Linked DNA regions of Gossypium hirsutum: region 2 is linked to region 1. Evidence: chromatin contacts called from public Hi-C data. All regions are on one chromosome and are shown on one strand. Each heading gives the region's core, a stretch centred on a gene start, on an enhancer-like site or on the middle of the called end of the contact. The rest is flanking DNA. Distances are from core to core; before and after follow the strand shown. Region 1 holds the start of LOC107896361 (nudix hydrolase 16, mitochondrial). Region 2 holds the start of LOC107896363 (transcription factor TGA2).

Region 1 (6,959 bases), core at 3,253-5,752:
AACTGGGGCAACAAAAACATCAACTATACTAATGACATAATGAATAATATGTAGAGATATCTGCTAAAAACTTCAAAACAATAAGAAACGATCTAATATTAGAAAATATGTTAACATGAAAGAAAACAACATAAAATGCATAATTAAAAGCAAGGAAGAAAAATTTCACCATTAAATCCCCTCGGACTCCCGCCTCTTCAATAGCTTCCCTCACTGCAGCCTCCTCGACCGTTTCATCATTCTCCCAACCTCCCTAAAATCAAAGAGCAAAAATTCCATAACAAAATGTTACTCAAGAAATCCTCTTTTCTTCAAAATATTGATAACGAGAAAGCATGGTAACCAAACAACAGTTAATTTTGACTCCATTTAGGTCAAATATTTTCCGTCTGCAGTTGTCATATTCTTTAATGGCGAGAATAATATAGAACCATGTTACTCAGACTTAAATGTGAGGGTCAAATACGGGATATGCATCCGAAAGAGGTATTTTAAATGTGGTCTTTAGAAGGTTATATGCCCATACCCATGCCCTAAAATATATCCGAGTGGATGTCAGATATGCATATTTCAAGAAAAATTATTGGAAAAGCATCTTAAAATTTAGCTAGGCCTAAGTATTTAGTATTCTAAACTCTAGTTCTATTTTCATCTCAATGATCTCAAACAGTGATTATTATTAACAGGTATGTCTTCGAATATTAATAGCAAGAGAAAACATCCAGTATGGAGAAAAAAACACGAAGTAAAAGATATTGTGAGACTTGCATTTCGGACTCTATCGTCAAATGAACCTTCATATTCAAATATGAATGATGATTATTTCAAGCAATTTTATAGCAGATTTAGTTATGCTCCTCAATTGTTGAGTTTGTAACTATTCTTAAACTCCCATCCACGTGAATAACAAAATTATCAAAGACAAGTTTATTCATTCAAACCTTAACTCTACTACAAGGAACTCTTGTCCATAGACAGCATTACGAACTTTTTCATGAGATTGCATGATCTAATTCAGTAAAATCATATCAGAACCAGAACATCGTTTATTCCTCAACGATTTTCATGAAATATTTAACTCCTATGTAACTCTGACATATTCATTTCCCTGAAGTATATGTGTTCAACACCCATTTCTGACACATACTCGGACATCGGTATGAAGACATGATCCGCTACGGACCAACAAATACATGAAAATCTTAAAATAAAATTGATCATACCCATGTCTGATACATACAAGTCTGAGTAACATAGTTACCTCTCAGCAAATAAATTGTAGTCTAAACTTAAATGCAACATGTCAATCCAATAAAATAGGAAAATATCATAACTACTTACTACCCAATTATTAGACTACCACAGTGCCCTCCCATCATCCAAGAAACAAGTGCAAAGCTCACTTATTCTGATTTGTCGTATGCCCTATATTGCTCCAAATATCTCATTTTTCTTAAGTACCAGTGTCTGATGCCTTTACGGATATGATATAGGGATATAATCCTCCAAAGATCCTCCAAATACATGAAAGCTTGAAAAAATTGAACATACCAGTGCCAAACACATTTATATCCGACACTCGCACTAAAGTTGGAGTAACATAATTATTTTCAACATACTAAGTACACGTAACATAATTATTTTCAAAATACTAAGTACACCAGCTACTTTGTCTTAAATTTTAATAGGAAATTTGAAAGTCAGACACTAGATTATTTAGCTAAAAACTGCAAGAAACAAGAGATAGGAATTAAAGACTACTGGTGAGTAATCCAAAATGCAATTAAATATTACCTGACATTGCAACATAACTAAGGTTGGATACATGCGTTTTTATGAAACTTTTTTATGTTTTATCTATACCAAAAGTAATGTATATATGGGGAAAAATAAATGCAACCATATTCTGCGGGGTATGGACTTATGCAGGTTGGGAATGGTAGGGAAGAACAGGGAAAGAATGAAGTATTAAACTGTATGCCTGAACAAAAGGCTAGTTTGTACCTTTGGAAATAAAAGACCTGGTCCACTAGTTGAGTTAATCATCAGTACCTCGACCACCTTTCCAAATTTTACATCATCTGCCTCATTTGTACTTCTATACCTAAATGGGATACATCTGTCAAGAGAGAAGAGCAAATTTAGCACATCAACATCAACTGCGAATAGAATTTTTACAAAACTTCAAAACTGACACCAAGTGTCCCGTAAGTCCAAAAAGTCTATGTCATTACATTCAGAATGAAACAATTCAATTTCAATCCAAAATAACAAGCAACAAGGGAAAAAGAAGAGAACAGATTGAAGACCTAACATTCTCCCAACATGGTATGTATAAAAATACGGTCATAGTTTGCCGTCAGACGGTAGAAAAAAGGCCAAAAATAGAGAGGAGCCCAATTCAATAACATCTTCCTCATTAATATGCATTTGTATTTGAAGCTCACATCCGAGTCCAAATAACAAATTGAAGGATGTCCTATAACCAAGACAAATTTTTTATTTAGTTCCACCAATTAAGTCAGCATAACTTCAACTGTTAATCATAACTATATGGATTAAGCTGCTTGATCAACCAGTAATAAAGGATAAGTTAGGAAATTTCTAAGATCGTTCATAATCTTCCCTAGTTTTTCTTTGTTTGCCTGCCAAGGAAACAGAATCTATCACCATCATACCATATTATTAAAACAATAACCACTACTATTCAACACAATAAATTTTCCAAGGTCTCACAATCTCCTTTTGTCATATGTCATATCCACCAGAAGTCACTCTCAAGGCCATGTTGATATGCTAAGTCCGTTCCACCTCATGAGTCATTCATGAAATTTTGATATTCCAAGATTACCTCCAAGAGAAAATATCATTTCTTAAGCCAGTGTCACATTTTCCAAACACTTCAACTACCAATTATACTGAAATCTACAAAGAATTATCCTAGAATATTAGTTCCAAAAGCTCATAAGGCAATGTGGAGAAGAAAATTCTACAAATATCGTTCACTTCATCACTGAGAACATGTACCCTCCTTCCAAAGCAATAATCTTATCCATTAAGCAGATATTATTGACATTTCTCATAGAAACAAACAAACAAAAATTAGACACAAACAAAATCCACCAACTAATCCCAAACTTTTGAACTAAAGTAAAACAAAAACAGTAACACCCACTTGCAATTTTCATGTCAAGAATGTAATAAAACATTTCAGAATTAAAATGTGCACTTTTATGCCATTGAAAACAAAACATAATCAATTTATACACACCAAAGTAATATATCCATTTTCTATGGTCATGCCAAGAATGAAAAAAAAATCCATAGAACCTCAAAATGAACCAATCCTAAAAACAAAAACAGGAAGTACCCATTTTCAATCTTCATCTAAAAAATGTAATAAACAACAATTCGAACCTTAAATGAACTATCTCAACACACACCAAAAGAAAAGAAAAACGAACAAACCCTCATCTAAGAATGTAGTGAATCATTCGAACTGTAAAACTACTCATATCTAAACAAACAGATAGATAATATACCAAAAATTAAAAGCCATTTGATATTCCTGTAAACAATGTCCTTAATAAAAATCCACTCCAACCTTCAAATAACCTATTAAAAAACTGCATATACCAATGCACATATACAAGATACACACCAAAAACAAAATACACACATCTGCCAACACAATCCCAGAGACGATACAAACCATTCAAAAATTAAAATGCACCATTAGAATTCAAAAACACCAAAAATAAAACAAACCCATTCTCCAGATTCTTTTAAAAAGGAATATTCTAATTGATCGATCAAAATAAATAAATAACTCAAACCCGATGCTCTAATAAACATTCCAATAACAGAAACAACACCATTCAAAAAGATAAAAAGAACCAAAAATTGATCAATCAAAATTCTCAAAAGCCACATGCAAACATATCTTCCACATCTACATTACACAGTTTAAGCAACTAATCATAACAAAAAACATACCCAGCGACAAGGCGAAAACCAGCCTCGTACCTTTGCTGAAGACGACCCGTACGGGCCACCAAATCCGACATAATATTATGAAAAAATCACAATTTCCTTTTTTTCTTCTTTGTAAATCTCAAATCCTCCTAATTTCAACAAAAGCGATCATGGTTGGTGTTTTTTTTGTTTCTTTTTGGGGGGTTTACAAAAAATGCTCAGGCTTGTACCGGATTATGGTTCATCCATTGCTGCTGGCATCGGAATTGATGGTGATGATCAATGCTAGAAAACATCATTTAATGGTTGTGATTTTCTTGTCTTTTTATGTTAAAACTTGGGGGCGTTCAAAAGTAAAAAAAAATTCGTAATCAATGCGAAATTTCTTTTTCAGTTTTTTGGGAGGAAAGAAAGAAAAAGAAGGAAACTAAGAAACTAAAGAGAGAGAGAAAAGGAAAGCGCTAAGAACGGATCGAGCGGTGGAGTGGTCAAAAACCATGTGAGCTGAGCTGGTTATTATGTGGCTGGATAAATTACAATATGCATCACCTAAATCAAAATATTTACTTTATGCTACCTTTTCAGTAAGTAATTATCAAAATCGGATGTTGCATTTGCTTTTCTATCCTTCAATCCAAGAATTATCAAGTAAGTGGTTGTTTTTGTATTTGAGTATAGTAATTTTTTAAATCAATTATCAAAATAAGTATCATTAAAAATATTTTCTTAAAATATATTTTTAAATACACATCAAATTTATGAGTGTCAAGTTTATTATATGATAAAATCATCACAATACATGTCTTATTTATAAAAAGAAAAATACTATAAATTACGGTGTTCAAGACCTCAATATTATCGAATTCAGGTTACTCAACTTTAACTAGGATATTTATTTAGCAATTAGTACAACCAATTCATTTAATATTAGAACTCAACATTTGTGAGTGTAATGGCGAAGTCAGATAATTATTGTAATGAAGATCGAAATTAGATTATATATTCTTAAGATAGTAAAAATATAATTTCATCATTTTAATAATTTATATTTTTATAATTTTAAAAGATTAAATCAAATTTTTATTATTTTTAGAGGATTAAAGTAAAATTTTACCATTACTAAAATTATAGTGTTCAATAATACCAATTAGTATAACCAATTCATTTAACCTTAGAACTCAACATCTATGAGAGCAGTGGTGAAGCCAAATAATTTTTTAAACAGAATTAAATTATATATTTTTATTGTCATAAAAATATAATGTTATCATTTTAATATTTTATATCTTTTTAATTTTTAAAAAATTAAATAAAATTTTATCATTTTTAGGACTAAAATACAAATTTATATTTACTAATTTAAAATTTTATAAATAAAAAAAATTAAATTAAAAATTTATCATTTTAAAGACGTACTAGGTGAGTGTTAAGTTAATAAAAAATACTACACCCCTTTCTCTTCTATTCCCACAAAATATCAAACATTCAAACTCTCCTAATTTTCCCAAAAATTACCATTTTCTACTTTTTCAGGAAAAAAGATCGTTTAAAGGTTTGAAGAAGTAATTTTACCATGCTGTCAATATGGGGATACCTATAAGTTTCCTCTTAAGTCTTCTCTATCAGAGATTCCTTTGATATTGGGGATACTATTTGATAGGACATTGTATTGCATTGATGTTGAGTTCAGGCTATTTAACATCACATCTTATGATTGGTGAGTTTAGCAACTTCCAAACCCTATAAATATCTCACAACGCCTCATTTCGTTTCTCAATTACATCTAATGGTTATCATTTACAGCTTAAGAAAATAAGTAAATTGTTGTCAGTGCTTTGAAATAGTTGTCAAGTGAAAAAAGAAGTACAAAACAAAAGGTTTTGAGTTTTCTTCTTCTTCAATGCATGTAGATACTTGATGCCACCAACTCGCTCTTTTTAGGATTTACGCGCCTAAGGATTTGCGGCTTTCTCCTAATGCGAGAGCACTTTACAAAAGTTGCCCACTTATGCGAAAAGTCATGTCCAGTGGCTTAGGCAGATAAGTCATGGGTATCAATTTAGGCGGGTGCACATGGCAGCTGAGACCATCAAAAGTCACTAGATAGTAATGTGTTAGCGACTAGGGAAATGGTTTAAAGCTTTTCAGGCACATACGCTTTAGGGTTTGTGATTATGGTGGCATTGATGACCCTAGACATACACAAAAATAGTTATGTTTGCCAGTCAAATCAATCGATAGGGTGTATCATCTCTGTGAAACTAGCAAAACTGGTAATGTTTTCAGAATTGGACTGGACCAGCTAGTATACCCGGTAATCAATCCGTAAACCGAACGGATTGGTCGGATTAAAAACCGATCAATAAACCAATCCAATGATAAATAATAAAAAATCGGTCAAAACGCTTTTAAACCATGAACCGGTAAAAATGGGTCAAATCGTTTTTTGCATTTGACACACAGAAAATAATAAAAAAATAACTTGAAAAAAAAAGCCAAAAGGTTGCTGCCTTCTTGTTGCTCCACTGCCGTCGGCAACTAATTGCTACCTTCTTGTTGCCGCCGGCCACCCACCATATTCAATCAAAGAACAATAATGACAACTCAATGGGGTTGGCTTTGAGCTTGGGTGATTCGATATTCCACCAAGCGATTTTCGTTTCTAGAGAAAAACCCAATGGATTTGAGTTGTAAGATGAAAAAGTTCAGATAATAGGAAAAAAGTTGGAAAATAGAAAAGAGAGATGAAAAGATGTTAAGCGGCTAGGGAAAATAAAAATGATGAGACTAGGGTTTTGTCAAATTTTTTTGCTATGGGCCTAACATAGCTGGGCCTTACTAGTAATTTTGCTCCACTAAAAGTTTGGTCCAAGTTGTATTTTAAATTAGGTTTTTTAAGTATTATTTTAATATTTATATTATTTTTTATTATTAAACAGTAAACTGGTCAGATTACAAGTTGAACCAAAAATCGGTGGTCTAAT
Region 2 (6,959 bases), core at 3,253-5,752, 140 kb before region 1:
AATCAGGTAATATGCCTCAATATAGGAGATTAACTTTTGATATCATGCAAAATAAAGCATGCCAGATGATCTCAAACAAGAAGCATCGGAATTTGAGAGCATAAAATATGCAATTGTTAATGGTAAGCTTTTTGTTATTTTCTACTTGAGTGCACAAAGAGAAATCCACCAAAATAGTCTGAAAACAGAAACACTCGTTGAAAAAAGTAGATAGCAAGGACATGCGGATGCATACACAGTAGAATATTTATTAGCATATAACAACTCGAGGAGTAGGATAAAACGCTTAGGTTTAGCAGCAATCAATTTTTTTCAGGAACTATAGAAAATGTTAAGGCACTGTGCAATATGTAGATCTTTTCTCAAAGGTCAAATATTTAGAAGTCTATATGGCACATGTTATCTTCAACTAGATCTGAATCCCTAGAAATTCAAGTAGAAGGCTCATGTAATCCACGAATTAGATGCCAAAGAAATCTTGAGATTGCACTCACTACAGAAATGAAAATCGTCAGAAAGGAAAGAAGATAAAACGATGAAAATAAAAAATTGAATATATTAAAGATAAAAAGGGGAAACCATACTTTCTTTCTCAATCTGCTTTTTCTTGCAGCTTCACGATTTTGAGCAAGTCTACGAAGTGTCTGTAGAACACAATATTATCAACAAAAGGTCACCAATATGAGCAAATTATTACTAGCTATTATCCACACAAATAAGATAAACTATTTGACCTTTTGATCCAAATTACTCTTTGATCTGTCACTAGAATCAGAAACCGCAACAATACTAGATTTTCCTCTATCAAACTGCAAGCGATAAAAGGTCAGACTGGCAACAAGCCCATTAACAACAATAAAAATAACAAAACTAAGTCCCACTACTTGAGCTTGCCATATTAGACAAACACGCTCGATCAGGACCACAATCTATGTAAGATCAATAAAGGCAAAGCAACAACGATTCCATCTACAGCAATCCAGAAAAAAATTAAATTAGAGCATAGAGATATGAAATAAAACATACCCTCTGACTTTTTTCATCAGTGTCTGCATCTGTAGAGATGTCAGTCTTTGGACTACCATCAGCCATATTGGATTCTCCCCAGTTTTCTGTATTACCACTAGGTATTGAGACTAGGTTTGTTTCTTGACCTTTTTCTAACTGCAACCTCGGAGATTCAACTTGGTTGGTGGATGGATAATTAGTAAATGAAGTTGGAGTCTGTTTCAAGCAACAAGGAGCATAAATTTATACTACCAAATGCTACAACTGAAGAACTAGCTAATTACATTATGGGAATAACTAAATCCACCTTGTCTGAAGTGCCAATAAGGTCACAATCAGAAGGAACTTCTTGCCGACTTACTTTTGCTGAATCAAACACAGCGCCGTCTGCATTGCCACATGTCATGTCAAATTCCATGAAGAATATGTATGGCACATTGATAAAAGTAAAACGAGCTGATGATCCATAGATATTCCACTCATGAAACATAAAACAGAGGACATGTCGCATTACATATAAATGCACCATTACATATATTAGCGGGTATATCAGATCTACATTATTCTTTTGCTAAACAAAACAATTAAATGATTACTCCAAATAAGAATTTGAAGGATTAGATTACTAAATGCATACTTCCACTCAGGTTAACAGCAACCTCTAGGCGAAATCCAACAGATTGGTCGAATGTCCCAAAGTTTGAAACAGGGAATGGATGGATTGTGCTTCTCTCTGAGCAACTGAAAATCAGATTCACAACTTGCAAGTAATCAGAAACTCAATGGCAAGCAAGAAACCGTAGAAATGTCTATTTGAGTTTATTTTATTTTGTAAGCAGTTATTAGGCTCGTATTGCACAGAAACTTTTTTAAAGCACATCAGACTATTAAACCAATACCATACAATGCTATCAAACATCCAATTCATGGTAGTGTAGAGAGAGAGAGAGTCTAGATCTTTTAAACTCTAAAATCCAAGTTAAGAGATCCATTGTTCCGGAATAACTTCATTAAAACAAAAATATTATTCGAATATAGTTCTTATCCCAGAAAACACTCTTTCTCGTGGCAATCACCAAGCCTGAACATCTCTAGCTACCAACACACTAACTATACACACTCCATTGCGACACATTAACAAGAAAAAACTAACCAATTGAACATTGAAATGTATGATGTTAAGATTTTATGTTCAATTAAGACCAATGAAATACTATTGATGAATGGGAGATTTATTTTTAACAACTCCAGTGAAATTTACATCTAACAACTTTTGAATATATGATATGAAATACCGAGAAAATAAATGCAATTAAAAAAGGAAGATGAAATATAACTGCAAAATTGATATTTTCAAGGGACAGCATTGGATTTAGCCATAAGGCATAAAATTATTTGAAACTGTAAATTGAGAAAAGTAACTAAGGAATTTACAGTATGTTGGTAACTGGTAATTGTGAGTCAAAACCCGGCATCCCTTTTGCTGCTTTTTTCTCATCTTTTGCACTAGATCTCACTGTTCTACCATCCATTCATCATTATTCCACTTCCTTAATACCCCTAAAACAAATTAAAACAGTTAGTGCAAAATGAACTGCAAGTATCAGTCTTCCTTTAGTAAAGATAGTAATAGAACAATATGAAGAATAAAAATAACCCATAAAAATAACCCGAGCCACGCACAATAGAAATGAATCTTAAAACAGCTCAATATGAGTGACTGGGATAGCAAATCCATATCGACAGTTAAAAGCAAAACCATGAAGTCGCAGGCACGGAAGAGATCTCAACAATTTCGCATCAAAAATAACATTGAAATGCTCTCCGATAACCTACCAACGAACACCAAGCATACTAAAAAAGAAATTACCTAGGACTAAAAATACCTACTGGATGGGAAACATTGTCCCATGTCTAGATAAGCCTTTTTGAATCGTGTTCATATTATACAGGTTAAGATACACAATCAAGCAACAATAAACAGAAGACAATCTCAACAAGAACATGGATGGGACAGTCCACCATTCTTTGAAAAAGTATAGTACTACTGGTTAACCAAGAAAAGTATCCATTTTATGGTTTTCTTTTCCTTGTTTCAACTCCGATCAGACTACTTTCAAACCAGAATTTGAGATAAATACAGGGAACCACACAAGTAAAAGGAAGAAGTACAAAAAGTTACAAACAAGTTGCCTATCCAAGTCAACAATAAAACGTACATTTCAACAACAGACTTCCAGGCTATTTGAATAATAGTCCATAAACTCAACAGTCAAAAACACCAGAAACAAAAATAATTACACAAACCCGACATGAAAGATCTTCACATTTTCATTTAGAAACTCACAGTCTCACAAATTCTAAGAAAGAGTAGATCAAGATTGCAAAGCAAAAGTGAAAATAAACCAAACCCAAAGTTCAGAGGCTAAAATAGATTAAAAAAATGAAAATCTCAAAAGTTTTGCCCCAGCAATGCACAAGAACAAGTAACAATACTACAGAAAGCAGATCTAGATAGCACATGCTGACAGTTTACAAGCAGATATTAAAGGAAAATTTCATAAAACTTGAAGGATATTTAATATAAATTCAACTTTTTTGTAAAAACTCGGGCCATTTTTGAAAGCAGACTATACCTTCCCAGATTCAGTAGCTATCAACAAAGAACCAAAAAGCCCCACTACCCACCACCTAAATTAATGGCATGAAACCTAAACCACAGGGAAAAAATAACAAAAAGCCCTAAAAATAAGAGTTTTGAGAAAAGAAGCAAACACAAGCTTGCCAAAAGTAGTATTTTACCAACCCCAGAGATTTAGCGACCAAACTTTTAAACAAAAGAACATCTAAAGATCAAAAAAAAAAAAAAAGAAGCTAAATTTGTTCTAAGCTAAAAATACCCAGAAAGCCAAAATCATTCATAAACGCAAAAAATAATAATAATAATAATAACCAAATTCGAAGAAACTCTATAATGATCCAAATTGACTTACCCAACAAAAATCACACAATTTTAATATAAAAACCCATACCCATGAACAAAAATCTGTAGAAACACAGGAAAAATGAAACAAAGCAACGATTTTTTTCGAACTCCCATACTCAGTTTTTTTCAAAAAGAAAACCAACTTAGACAATACCTACCATTTTCTTTTCAAACTCAAACAGTAAAAACCAGTAAACTTCCCATGATAATAATTGGAAATGATTATTTTAAAACGGCAGATTTTGAAAGATCAGAACCAGAAAAGCTCACCCAGTGGAAAAAAAAATTGATAATGATGAAAATTGTGTTTGAAGTAAAATTATTCTTGTCGTTAATATATTTACTCGGATAATGATATTCCAATCTCTAGACGCCCTCTTGACCTGTTCTGTGAGAAATCTTTCCACTTTCCAAGAAGTAATGATATTTTAATTGCCTTTTTTTGTTTTTTTGGTAACTTTAATGGGGTTTGACATGAAATTTATTTTGTTTTTTAACTCTTTTTTCCACTTTGCTGTAAAACTGTGTCAGAGATACTGACACTGTAGTATCAATAAAGACAACCAATCTTTGATCAAACTGTGTTATGTAAGAAACCAGCTTTGGGTTTGAAATCTCCTACTGTTGCTACGCCACTCGTAAGTCCTTTAACCTTTTCTTCTTCTGTTTTTCACTTCTCCACTCCTTTTATTTCTTGTATATAGAGGTGTCCTCAAGCAAAGCCGTGACCTAATTTTGAAAGAATACAGGTTTGTACTAGGGATCGCAAATCCCAAATAACTCCACATAGAGCAGATTTTCTTTAAGTGGATGGAAGATGGTGTAAAGTAGATTTTTTTTAACAAGTACACTATCTTCGTCTCCCTTTATTACTTGGAGAAGTATGTTTAAATATAAAATTGTCGATTAAAAATAATTAGAAAAAGGTAAATTGAAGTGGAAATGTGCATAGTAAGAATGATTGCATCCAACATTGATAGTAATTTTATATCACTAGTGAAGTGTGCAGCGGTTAGTAGATTTAAGGCTAGTTTTCTATTCTTACTGCTGTTCAAAAATACTTATAAAAAGTAGATAAAAATATAATGTGAAAATTTGTGGTTTATTAATTTTTGGTGTTTTATATTACTACCAAATTTTGTGGTTAAAAATTAAAATGTATTTTCTAGACATGATAGTGAAAAGTTAAAGATAGATTAAGTTATATAATATTTAAATAATTTAATATAGTAATACATAAAATATATATTTTAAATACCTTTTAAATAATTTATATAAATTATTTGTAAAGTTAATATACATAAAATATTTTAAAAACTTAAATATAATAATAAATATTAGACATGATATGTGTACATACTTGATGCACACACATAGAGGATCCAATCGAAATAAATATGAAACAGTTTCATATAATTTTAATGAGGTACATCTTTACTGAAATTATTAAATAAAGATTTCATAAATTTCAATTAAAAGAGTATTTTTAAGATTAAAGTAAATCGATATCCTTTATGGAAAGGGTATCATGTCTTATTACAATCCCCTAAATCACTCTATGAGATTTATATTATTCAATAAGGTAATTTGAATACATGCAAGTCTTGATCTCTTCTTTTACATCTTATTCGAAATTCATTTGACTAGTAACCAAAAAAATTTTGAAAATCACCCAAAAGAGTTTCAAGAGTTTTCTAGTCATTTTCTTCTAAGGTGGATACTGTAGAAGCCAAAATAAAGTGTTGTCGTTGTGGTTTTGTGGTTCGATTATTACTTGGAATGTAGCTAGGATTTTTTCTCGGAAGGGCCAGAAATAAATTATAAATGTTGGGAGGAGGCGAGGCCACTACCAGCCCCCTCTAACTTTGCCACTAATTACTGCTCCAAAAACCATACAACAAAAAACAGATTTTCTCAAGTTAAATCGATGAAGGTATAATTTTCATACCTCCCTTTAACTCAGATCCATTCATTGCACATGAATCCATGGGTTATGATTGTTAGATTAATTTTTGCTTCGCCATAGTATGTACCGGTGTTCCAACAAAATGAACTTCCTCCCATCATTACTTTTCTGTTGACTAAAAGTCTCATTAGTAGAACAACATCTTCCAGCGTTATCGTTGCTTCACCTCATAAAAATGTAAAGTATGGGTCTTGGACTTCAATCATTCAACTAATACAGTAAGAAACAATGGCATGCACAAGAACTTGCCTATTTGAAATACTTTGTATAAACAAGCCCTCTCTAAGCGTCATGCAATTTGATTGTTCAAGGCATAAAAAGCATACTTTGACATACCTAAACAATTCAATCTTTAGGCTATTGAAAATTGCAAAAAATAATATTTAGTTCACTATAATCAAGGCATAATTTTATAGTAACAAATTTTAATAATAATGTGAGTAATTTTACTATGATTGTGGCAATGGTACCATTTAAAATTTTGGGTTGAAGGAAATTTGGTAGGAGAGTTTAGGAATTTAATAGTTTGGAACATTTAGGGTTAAGGTTTTGTGTAAAAAATAAAAGAAAACGGTGGGATATATGCGAGAAAAATATATTAAAGGTATACTTTCTTGAAGATACAACAAAAATCTTAAAACCAAGCAGAATAATGAAAAAGGTCAAGCATTTAAGTCTCTTCATAGACACAATTAGTAGCATAAGCTATATTATTTCATAACATTATTTTTTATGAAATATTATGTCTCTTCATAACACAACTCTTTTAATGTGAAAAATAATATACTCTAAAAAATCTACTAAATATTAATCAAGATTTAAAAAAAAAATCCATCAAAAACCTTAAGGCACAAGTGTCCCCATCTTTTTTCACACACATTTCATAGGTGATCGCCTTCGGATGTACTAACGTCTAGAGTGTGAATACCGCAACCAAATAGAAGAGTTAGGTAATTTCCGCAAGTATACGGGTTAGGTTGTAATATAAATTTATACAAC

What was found. Hi-C and Micro-C count contacts between places; a contact is called where the count stands out from the background.
Region 2: a contact with region 1 is called in a Hi-C map of leaf, with 1.7 times the contacts expected there. The contact joins the promoter of LOC107896363 here to the promoter of LOC107896361 in region 1. A contact is called at or near these places in 3 of 34 Hi-C or Micro-C datasets (all in leaf).

What each region holds. Positions count from the first base shown.
Region 1 is chrA10:106,195,857-106,202,815 of Gossypium_hirsutum_v2.1, reverse strand. LOC107896361 (nudix hydrolase 16, mitochondrial) reads right to left here and starts at 4,502. Exons shown (of 4, transcript XM_016821514.2): 1 at 3,997-4,502; 2 at 2,005-2,119; 3 at 170-253. The coding sequence starts at 4,067.
Region 2 is chrA10:106,339,504-106,346,462 of Gossypium_hirsutum_v2.1, reverse strand. LOC107896363 (transcription factor TGA2) reads right to left here and starts at 4,502. Exons shown (of 12, transcript XM_016821518.2): 1 at 4,265-4,502; 2 at 2,443-2,568; 3 at 1,646-1,749; 4 at 1,316-1,395; 5 at 1,027-1,224; 6 at 735-809; 7 at 585-644. The coding sequence starts at 2,540.